Regions from separate parts of the Nothobranchius furzeri genome. Here region 2 is linked to region 1. A link is a contact called in public Micro-C data. All regions are on one chromosome and are shown on one strand. Each heading gives the region's core, a stretch centred on a gene start, on an enhancer-like site or on the middle of the called end of the contact. The rest is flanking DNA. Distances are from core to core; before and after follow the strand shown. Region 1 holds the start of cldn10e (claudin 10e). Region 2 overlaps abcc4 (ATP binding cassette subfamily C member 4 (PEL blood group)).

Region 1 (4,333 bases), core at 819-3,318:
TTTTCAGTTTGAATTGAGAAAGCTGAAAACCTCCCAAAACAAAAAAGATGACCAGTTCTTACTACTGTAGTATTCTTTTAGAATGCTAATGTCAGCATGCTAGCACGCCAAGCATGTTTTCCACTTCATATTGAACTTCTTTACTAATTTAGTGATGTCATTAGGTTTGCAGCAGTCACAGAAATGAGAGCATCTGAGAAGTATTTGTTGTGATGTGGTAAGCCAAATCATGTTTAAGGTTTGTTCTCAAAGGGGAAATTTGGTGCGAGCGGGTAAATGGTAGTGGCAGTCTAAAATTAACAAATTACTCGAGAGGGATAAAAGTCCCAAAAATTTCAACAACAATCACAATTTTAAAGAAATTACTTTGGAAACACAACATAAATAAGCTGCCATAAAGTTTTTTATCTTCTGATGAAATGATTATTCCAACCTACTGAATCAAGGTGAATTATCTCCTCTTTTTATTCTACTTGGTTTTGATTAGACTCATTAGGATCCCAAAACAAAAGGAATTCACACATTTTTTGAAAGCACATTCTTGTACGGTCTACAATGCTGAAATCTAACTGCTATCTTTTTTATGACAACTAGACATTTACCACTGAGGATGTGGCAACATCCACCCGTACAGATCTTCCTGTACTTGGACTTTTCTTTTCCTCCAATGTAGGTGCATTCCATGCCCAAAAGACTGAGTACAAACCCCAGCATGCCCACAGAAAGAGCTCCCATTAGCAGGCCTCGCACTATTTGGACATAGCCTAGAATAACACACAATGACAGGGAGACATTTCTAAAAGCAGACTTCCAAAACCAAGTAGCTTGAAAAACGCCAATATGTGTTTACATACCATTCACAGACCAGAGCACAGGGAAGTCACGACAGTTAGTTACGGCAGTTGAGTCTGTATAGCAGGATCTCCACAGGCTGGACCAATACCAGGCCACTTTCATAACGGCTGAGCCCCCCATACCACCGATGGCTGAGATCTTCCAGCCCTCCATGGCCAAAGTGCAAGCTACAAAGATCCAGCCCAACACGGTCATCAAGAAACCCCAGATTTGCACTACTCGGATCTTCATCTTAAGGTCTCTGTGTGTGGATTTCTGTCTAGACAAGCTTTAAAATTTCCAAACTCTTAAGATTTTTTTTAGCTCAGTTCGGTTTTGCTGATTATCCTCTTCACTTCAAGCATGAATCATAATGAATTTGGATCCAACATTGGCTCCCATTCGAAGGCAAAGGGATGTCCAAGTAGTCGAAGGCAGTGGAGCAACTAAATGGACTGAGCCCAAAGAGAGATGCAGTTCTGTTTACCGGTAATGCATGTGGGTGAGAGACAATGGCGACTATGGTTCCCATGTGTCATCAGATTTGGATCTAGACAGAGACTGCTTCGCCAAGCAAGCATCTCATATTTCTGAAAAATCACAAGGTGTTTCACAAAAGCAAACAAAAAAATTAAAGTATAAAAGATTTAAAAAAAATGTGTTTAAAATTAGAAAAAACATTGTGATAAAAATTGCTTGTGATAAAAAAAACCTTGCAGTGATAAAGCTCCACCAAAAGGCAAATGAGTGAAGCGTCACTTGAAATAATTGCATTTGTTCTTTTCTTTAAAGCTGTGGTTGACTGAAATTTTTTTAAATGATTCTTCTACACCCATCTCCTGCGTTAGCTTGTCATAGAAAATAGATGGTGAAATGCTAGAGTTTGAAAATCCTCACGCTGTGATGTCACACTGTGAATTTGCATTCTTGGCCTTGCCCATCTTGCATCACATCCACCCACAGGAAGGCTTTTAAAAAAACATTTTTGCAGCGGGGAGAGAGAGCGGAGAGTGTGTTGGTGAAAGTAACTTTGCAACATGGTTGAACACGTTCTGTTAGCCAATCAGAAGCGAGGTGTGTGCATATCATTAATAATAATGAGCAATCCTGTTGTTTTTATCCCACCTCTGCACCAGAAAATTTCTGCATCTCAGAACAGGAGCTTTAAAAAAAGACTCATAAAGCATGGCTTTACACTAGAGAACACTGCAAATGTACTGAATAAATGAGTAAACTACTCCTTTAATTCTTTTAAAGCGTAGCTAAGTGTGTATTAGTCTAGAAAATCAGATCATTTCTTCAATAATTCTACTTAACATTTTAAACAGTATAGTTCTACATATTCAGTTTATTCTCAGGCTTTTCTGGAAGAAACATTAAGAAATTCTATCCAGAAGTGATCCAGATACTCATCCAGGTCATTTTTGTGGTGATGGTTCTGTAACCATAGCAACCCATTGTTGTTGTTAGAGCAAAGTCACTAGTTAGTCAAACTATTGCTTGGGAACATAAAAAATGTTACCCTTTTTGGCCTTAATGATTCAAGGCCCTTCTCAGTAAAACAACATTTATGGTCATTTTTATTCACTTTATCAGTGAAACTTGTTTTCAGTTATCAAATGTCTGGTCTAAACACACCCCGTTTAGTAGACACTAGTCAGAATGTGGAAGTTAAAAAATTTAGAGATAATTTAAAAATCCAGACAAATTGATGACATTTAGAAACAACAATCCCATAACTAAATGTTACTATTGTTCAGTTTAGGTCTATTAAGCAGATGAATCTAATTATATTTTGCACAATATAAATATGATGCCTCTTTTCTCAGATCAGCTGTTTTATTTTGGCACCTTTGATTATGTGGCAGAGTTACGCTGACAGACCACTCAGTGGCGCTGTTCCATTGTTTTTGGCTATGAGGAAGTGGAAAACAGATCTAAGCCAAGAAGTTTTACATAACATAAATAACTTCTTGGTGGCATGGAGGTCTGACAGGAAGGAAGACCTCCTTCAGAGCCTTCTAGAAACATGCCCGGACAAATCTTTTCCAGGAACTTTTTACATGACGTGGTTGAACTTTTTTTGAGACATTTGATCTAATGCAGCTTTAAACTTCAGTGTTCACAGTTAAATAGTATTAGATTCAAATAATAATAATAATAATAAGACATAATTATTCAGCTTTGATCTTTTTTGTCAGTTCATAACAGCAGCTTTTAATCAGAAATTTTCTTTAAGAAGACAAAAAAGAGCGTTTGGATGTTAAAAGGAAAGTGTGTGTTCATTTGCAACAGTCAAGAAAGAGCAGCATGCTGAAGGTGACCGGAGAGCTCTGGTGCTGTTTTGTGCCAAATGAAATTTTCTGCCTTGCAAAAAATAAAATTAAATTAAAAAAAGAGCTTATCTTTTATGAGTTATTGACAGAAATGACCCAAAGAGTTGGTGTACTTGTGCAGGAATCTGGTGTCCCAGTCCAGCTTCTAGCTGAATCAGATTATGGTTAAAAATTATGAGCATTTCTACAATAAGTCACAAAACGATTTCAGATTTACACGTAGGCATTTCTTCCAAACTTCCCTGACTCCCCCTGTGGTTCCTTGTGTAGACTGTTGGCTGTCTGGCGCTGGTTGTGTGTTGTTGCAAATGATGCCACTCGACGGTGAGAGGTCTCTCCTCTGTAAGAAACCGAATAAGCCAATTAAAGTGTCTAATCAGCCTGATCTTGTGTAAAAAATAATAATACTTGCAGGAAATCTCGCAGAATATCCTGAAGGAGGATGTCTGACCTTTGACCTTAATCAGGCCTTTCAGGCTAAGGGGTAAACTGTATTTTCACAGGTTGGGTTGGATATCTTTGTTCTCATAATAATTGAAATAATTTCAAATTGCAAAATATTATAGTTTGAATCTTACTTTATACTGAAGCCTCCAGAAAGAGGAAGGCAGAAAAGAAGTCCTCCTAAGATGCACAGCACAGACCCAGACCAGCCGATGAAGAGAGCCGCTCCGAGCTCAAACCTTCAGAAATAAAATAAATAATAAAATGACATTCACGACCAGCAAAGCTGACAAAATTCTTCTCTGAGTCCTGCATGCATACTTCTGTGCAACAAAAAGAGGATCGAAGAATTCTGTTGTGATCCTGCGTGCATAAATCGAACACGCAGTCATGCAGCAGACCCCTGTAGAAAAAACAAACTTACATCCAGGTCAAAGATAAAGTAGTGATTCACGTGTCAAAATGTACCACTGAGGACGAAGGTGAAGCCTGAAAGGACAGTCAGACGAGCCTTGGTGGTTTCAGAGCCCCCGAATGTCGTGCACTTCATTCCCAACAAGGCCAGAATTGCACCAAAGAATCCCAAACATACAGAAGAAATCATCTCTGCAGACCTGAATGTAAGCTGCAAGATAGAAACAGAGAAGGTTTAAACTAGTTCACAGCATTTAGGGCCAGATGTGTCTTTAAAGGTTTTACTTCTCTAAAGGATTGGTTCC
Region 2 (4,333 bases), core at 750-3,249, 45 kb after region 1:
GCCATCGCCATTTTTGTTGTTTTTCTCTGTTGTATCATCCCACCCATTAGTCAGAGCGCTGTGATTGGCCAACCAAACCAATAAGAGGGCTGTGATTGGCCAACCAAACCAATAAGAGGGCTGTGATTGACCAACCAAACCAGTAAGAGGGCTATGATTAGCCAACCAAACCAGTAAGAGGGCTATGATTGACCAGACACATGGCTGGTCCGGCCTGCTGAGGCTCTAATGGAGCGTGGCTAGACTGACCTGCAAAGCAAACTCATTTTGTTTTTTTCAATGGCCTCTCTAGATTTCTAGGCTAGTGATCACCATCTCACCTGAACCAACAGGTGAAGGTAAGATGCCCCCCCCCCCCCCCAACCCTTCCAACTTGGTTGAGGCAAGAGCTTCTACTATAATGGCACTGCATGTCTGCACCAACACAGTATAAATTAGGCTTTACTTGTTTGGGTCTTTCTTTACCACAACAATGTGATTCAGCCCTGATCCAGCTGTCCATCTATAGAGACACAAAGCTGAGTCCTGGTGGAGCCCAGCTCTCACCAGGAACTGGTCAGATTTACTGCCGACCACATGGACCAGACTCCTTTGGTACAAGGACTGAATGGCCTTTCACAGATGACCATCCACCCAAACCATAGTGCCCCCCACAGGTCTCACCTTCACATTTGGACCAATTTACCAAGGGAGGACCCCATCAGGAGCCCCAGACAACATCTCCACCAATCAGCAGACCTCTTGAACTCCTCCACCATGGTATTTGGTGGTGGTTCAACCTGATCTAGGCCTGAGATTTTTTATCAATTACAACTTCATTTGAAAAAGCAAGACGTGCTAATGTTAGCATCTGTAATCATGAATGTTGCTGCTGCTTCTGTGTTGATGCTGTTGACATGTTTATCCACCACAGGGGCGGAGAAATCCGAGCATGTTAGAATTCATCCTAAATCCTTAAGTACAACCATGAAACCATCAGAGTCAGCAGGAGAAACGGACTCCTTTAGGGAACTTCGGGTTTCTGTTGTTTTTAATGGACTTCACACAGACCAGAGATGAGATGATTATTTTAATCCAGATTACTGTGGCCGATGAAACATCAGAACATGTCTGCTGTGTGCCTCGTCTCCATCAGGTGCATCTGTGGGCTGCTGAAGAAGAAGCCTCGTATCCTGGTGACTCACCAGCTGCAGTACCTGAAGGCAGCTGATCAGATTCTGGTGCTGAAGGAGGTTTGTTCCTGTCTGTCGGCTTTCCACAATGCCTCTACAGCCAATCTACACCCCTGGTTCTAGTTCAGCCTTGTTTAGCTGCGCCAACACACCCGATTCAGGGGTTCAGTCACTTCTTAATCACCTTTTGATTCAAAGGAAACCTCAAACCATCATTTCATCAACAGGAAGCTTTAACTTGACTGGTTAATGACCACGTTAGTGGACACCAGGTCTGTTTGATATCAGGAGTGAGTCTGAGGACCTGGTCTGAGTTTCACGTTAACAGGTTATGTTTTATGTCTGTTTTCATTCATTTTAAGAGCTCAGGTAGTTTCCAGTAAGGCTGTCTGGGTTTAGAGACCCTAAAGTAGCTGTGAGCGTTTAAACTGGAGCTCAGATGGTTTCAGTCGGAGTGCATCTGTTTGTCATCAAGGGTTTCTGCTGCTGAGGTTCTGTTTAGATGTTGGCAACAGGGTGTAAACTGTGTGTGTGTGTGTGTGCGTGTGTGTGCGTGTGCGCGTGCGCGCGTGTGTGTGTGTGTGTCAGGGTCACATGGTGGCAAAGGGAACATACACGGAGCTGCAGAGGTCTGGGGTGGACTTCACCTCCTTACTGAAGAAAGATGAGGAGGAGGAACTGCAGCCCCCCCATGACGTTCCGGTCAGGAGCAGAACTTTGTCCCAGAATTCCACGCTCTCCCAGACCTCCTCCGCCCACTCGGTCAAAGATGGAGACAACCTCCCGGTTGGTACAGCTCCTTTTAAAAGCTATTCCTGCGTAACTGGTGTGTGCTGCCATCCAGTGGTCTAAATCAGTTACTGCAGGTAAATTGCTGGTTGTTAAACTCGGCTCCATAAATACCTGAAGCTGTAAAAGTAAAACGCTGATTGTTAGAGCTGGGTCACATGACCTAAAACGTCACATAAACCTAAGAACTGTTGGATTTAATGTTTGATTCAGCTCAGTCAGTTGAACTTTCAGATACAGAGAAGAGCTCCTCCTTAGGTGTGTGTGTGTGTTCTCCCAGGCGGAGGCGGTCCAGACGATGTCGGAAGAGAGTCGGGCTCAGGGGAACATCGGACTGGGTCTGTACGTGAAGTACCTGCGGGCTGGAGCCAACATCCTGCTTCTGCTGTTAACGGTGCTGGTCAACCTGCTGGCTCAGGTAAACAGAACCAGACCTGATTTGATCAGACATGATCAAACGATCGCTCACACCTCTGTGGTTTCTCCTCCTCTAGGTGTCGTACATCGTGCATGACTGGTGGCTGGCCTACTGGTAACCACAGCACACACTGGACTTTAATCATGACCCTCCCATCTTTTCTCATCTATTTCTCTGTTTGTGATTGATCAGGGCTGAGAAGCAGGACAAGCTCTCACAACAAAACACCACCATAAGTGGACAGAACTCCACTGAGCTGGACATAAGCTTCTACCTGGGCATTTATGGAGGTATGGAGCTTCGTAGATGATCCGTCTGCTCAGGGGCACAGCTACCTACTTTATGAGGGGTATGCGACCACATAATTGAGCCCCCCCACCACACACACACACACACACACACACAACACCATCCCATTGCCCATAAGGTCTTTCACCAGCCCTCTGCTCTGCACTTCTCTGTTCCTCTCCCTCTTCTCTCTGTTCTCTCTCCTTCATCATGTGGATCTCTCTGTTTCTGTCTCTCTTCTTCATCATGCTGACCTCTCTGCTCCACATTCTCGTCTGCAGTCATTGACTTGCCTTGTCTGCCTGCACTTATTTTTCTTAAAGGACAAAAAGATGGTCATTAAAATTCTAATCATACTAGAATTCCAGGTTTGTAATGACCATTCTAGTATATTTATTCCTATCTGTCATCACTGATCTCACTCAGACTTAGACTTAGTTCCTCCGGCGCCTACTGGCGCATTGGGCGCAAAGTAATCGCCAGCGAGCTCTGTCGGCCGCGACGGCCTCGGCTTCATCCCATGACAGGTTCACGGCACGTAGGTCTTCGATAAAAGTTCTGCGCCATGTGATTTTTGGCCGTCCTTGTTTCCGTTTTCCGCGTCCTGGGGTCCACAGCATGGCCACTTTTGGTATTCGTGTTTGAGCCATTCGTAGCACATGGCCCCCAAACCGAAACCGTCGCTCTGCAACGACCTCAGCGAGTTGGCGTGTTCCCGTTTGGTGGTGGATCGCTTCATTCGTGATGTGGTCGAGGTAGGAAATGTGAAGGATGCGCCTGAGGCATCGTTGTTGGAACACATTGAGACGATCTCAAGCATTGTTTAACAGCTATAAATTACTACTCTTGAAAATGCACTTAATCATTAGAAATAATATTTAAAAATTGATCACTTGGTATTAAGTGAGTGTTCACTTCCACCTAGTACTAGACCAACCTGTTGCCTTCCTCTCTCTGTCCTGATTCTCTCTCTTCTTTTCTTCTCTCCATCCTCACATCTGAATAATAAGACATTTGAATTTAGAAATTTTAAAAAATACAAGACTCAAACTACATATAAAACTATTATATTTTAGTGTAAAATTGCAGGAATTTAAGAGCAAATCTGAAGTGCCTCACCCAGTTCAATAATTTATCAATATATCACTCAACATCCAATTAAACAAAGGATTACTGTCAGAAAAACTAAATAACCACCGCTGGCTCCTTTATTTTTCTTGTGATTATCTGTTACATATTTTTATTAAGATTAGACAAACAGAAACCCCTCCTCACTTAGATCTACACACACACACCACCACCCCCGCTGCTCTCACGGAGATCCGACTGCTCCCAGAGGCCTGTGTGAGATTAAAACCCTGATCTTGTGATCGATACAGAAGACACCCGTAACCTGTCATTTTACTAGTGGCAGGCTAACAACTTCAGCTAATAGGAATAACTAGGGATGTAAGAAAATGTCGATTATGGCAATATATCGTGATATTTTCCCCAGCGATATTATATCGATATTAAAAAGCTGTGTATCAAAAATATCGATATCGCAATATATCGTGATATTTTTTCTTGCAAAAATGTATCGATATTCAAAAGTCGCATATCTAATTTTTGGAAGAATTTACATGGAAACATTTGTGTATTTTCTTTTCTTGTGGTGCAATTCAAA

What was found. Hi-C and Micro-C count contacts between places; a contact is called where the count stands out from the background.
Region 2: a contact with region 1 is called in a Micro-C map of tail fin, with 14 times the contacts expected there. The contact joins the enhancer-like site here to the promoter of cldn10e in region 1. A contact is called at or near these places in 2 of 2 Hi-C or Micro-C datasets (skeletal muscle and tail fin).

The regions. Positions count from the first base shown.
Region 1 is chr14:57,228,705-57,233,037 of NfurGRZ-RIMD1, forward strand. It overlaps cldn10e (claudin 10e), which reads right to left and starts at 2,069. Exons shown (of 5, transcript XM_054743199.2): 1 at 855-2,069; 2 at 603-764. The coding sequence starts at 1,086. It overlaps cldn10a (claudin 10a), which reads right to left. Exons shown (of 6, transcript XM_054743200.2): 2 at 4,221-4,239; 3 at 4,083-4,219; 4 at 3,936-4,017; 5 at 3,749-3,853; 6 at 3,023-3,510. The coding sequence ends at 3,384.
Region 2 is chr14:57,273,807-57,278,139 of NfurGRZ-RIMD1, forward strand. It overlaps abcc4 (ATP binding cassette subfamily C member 4 (PEL blood group)), which reads left to right. Exons shown (of 31, transcript XM_015952434.3): 14 at 1,136-1,232; 15 at 1,761-1,958; 16 at 2,242-2,379; 17 at 2,456-2,493; 18 at 2,572-2,669. Among protein-coding and RNA genes, the nearest start is that of dzip1, 25 kb to the right of the region's middle. Within about 2 kb of position 2,000, at least 2 of the 3 cell types and tissues checked have an H3K27ac peak or open chromatin away from gene starts, as enhancers often do. A contact at or near this core is called in tail fin, where this site is marked.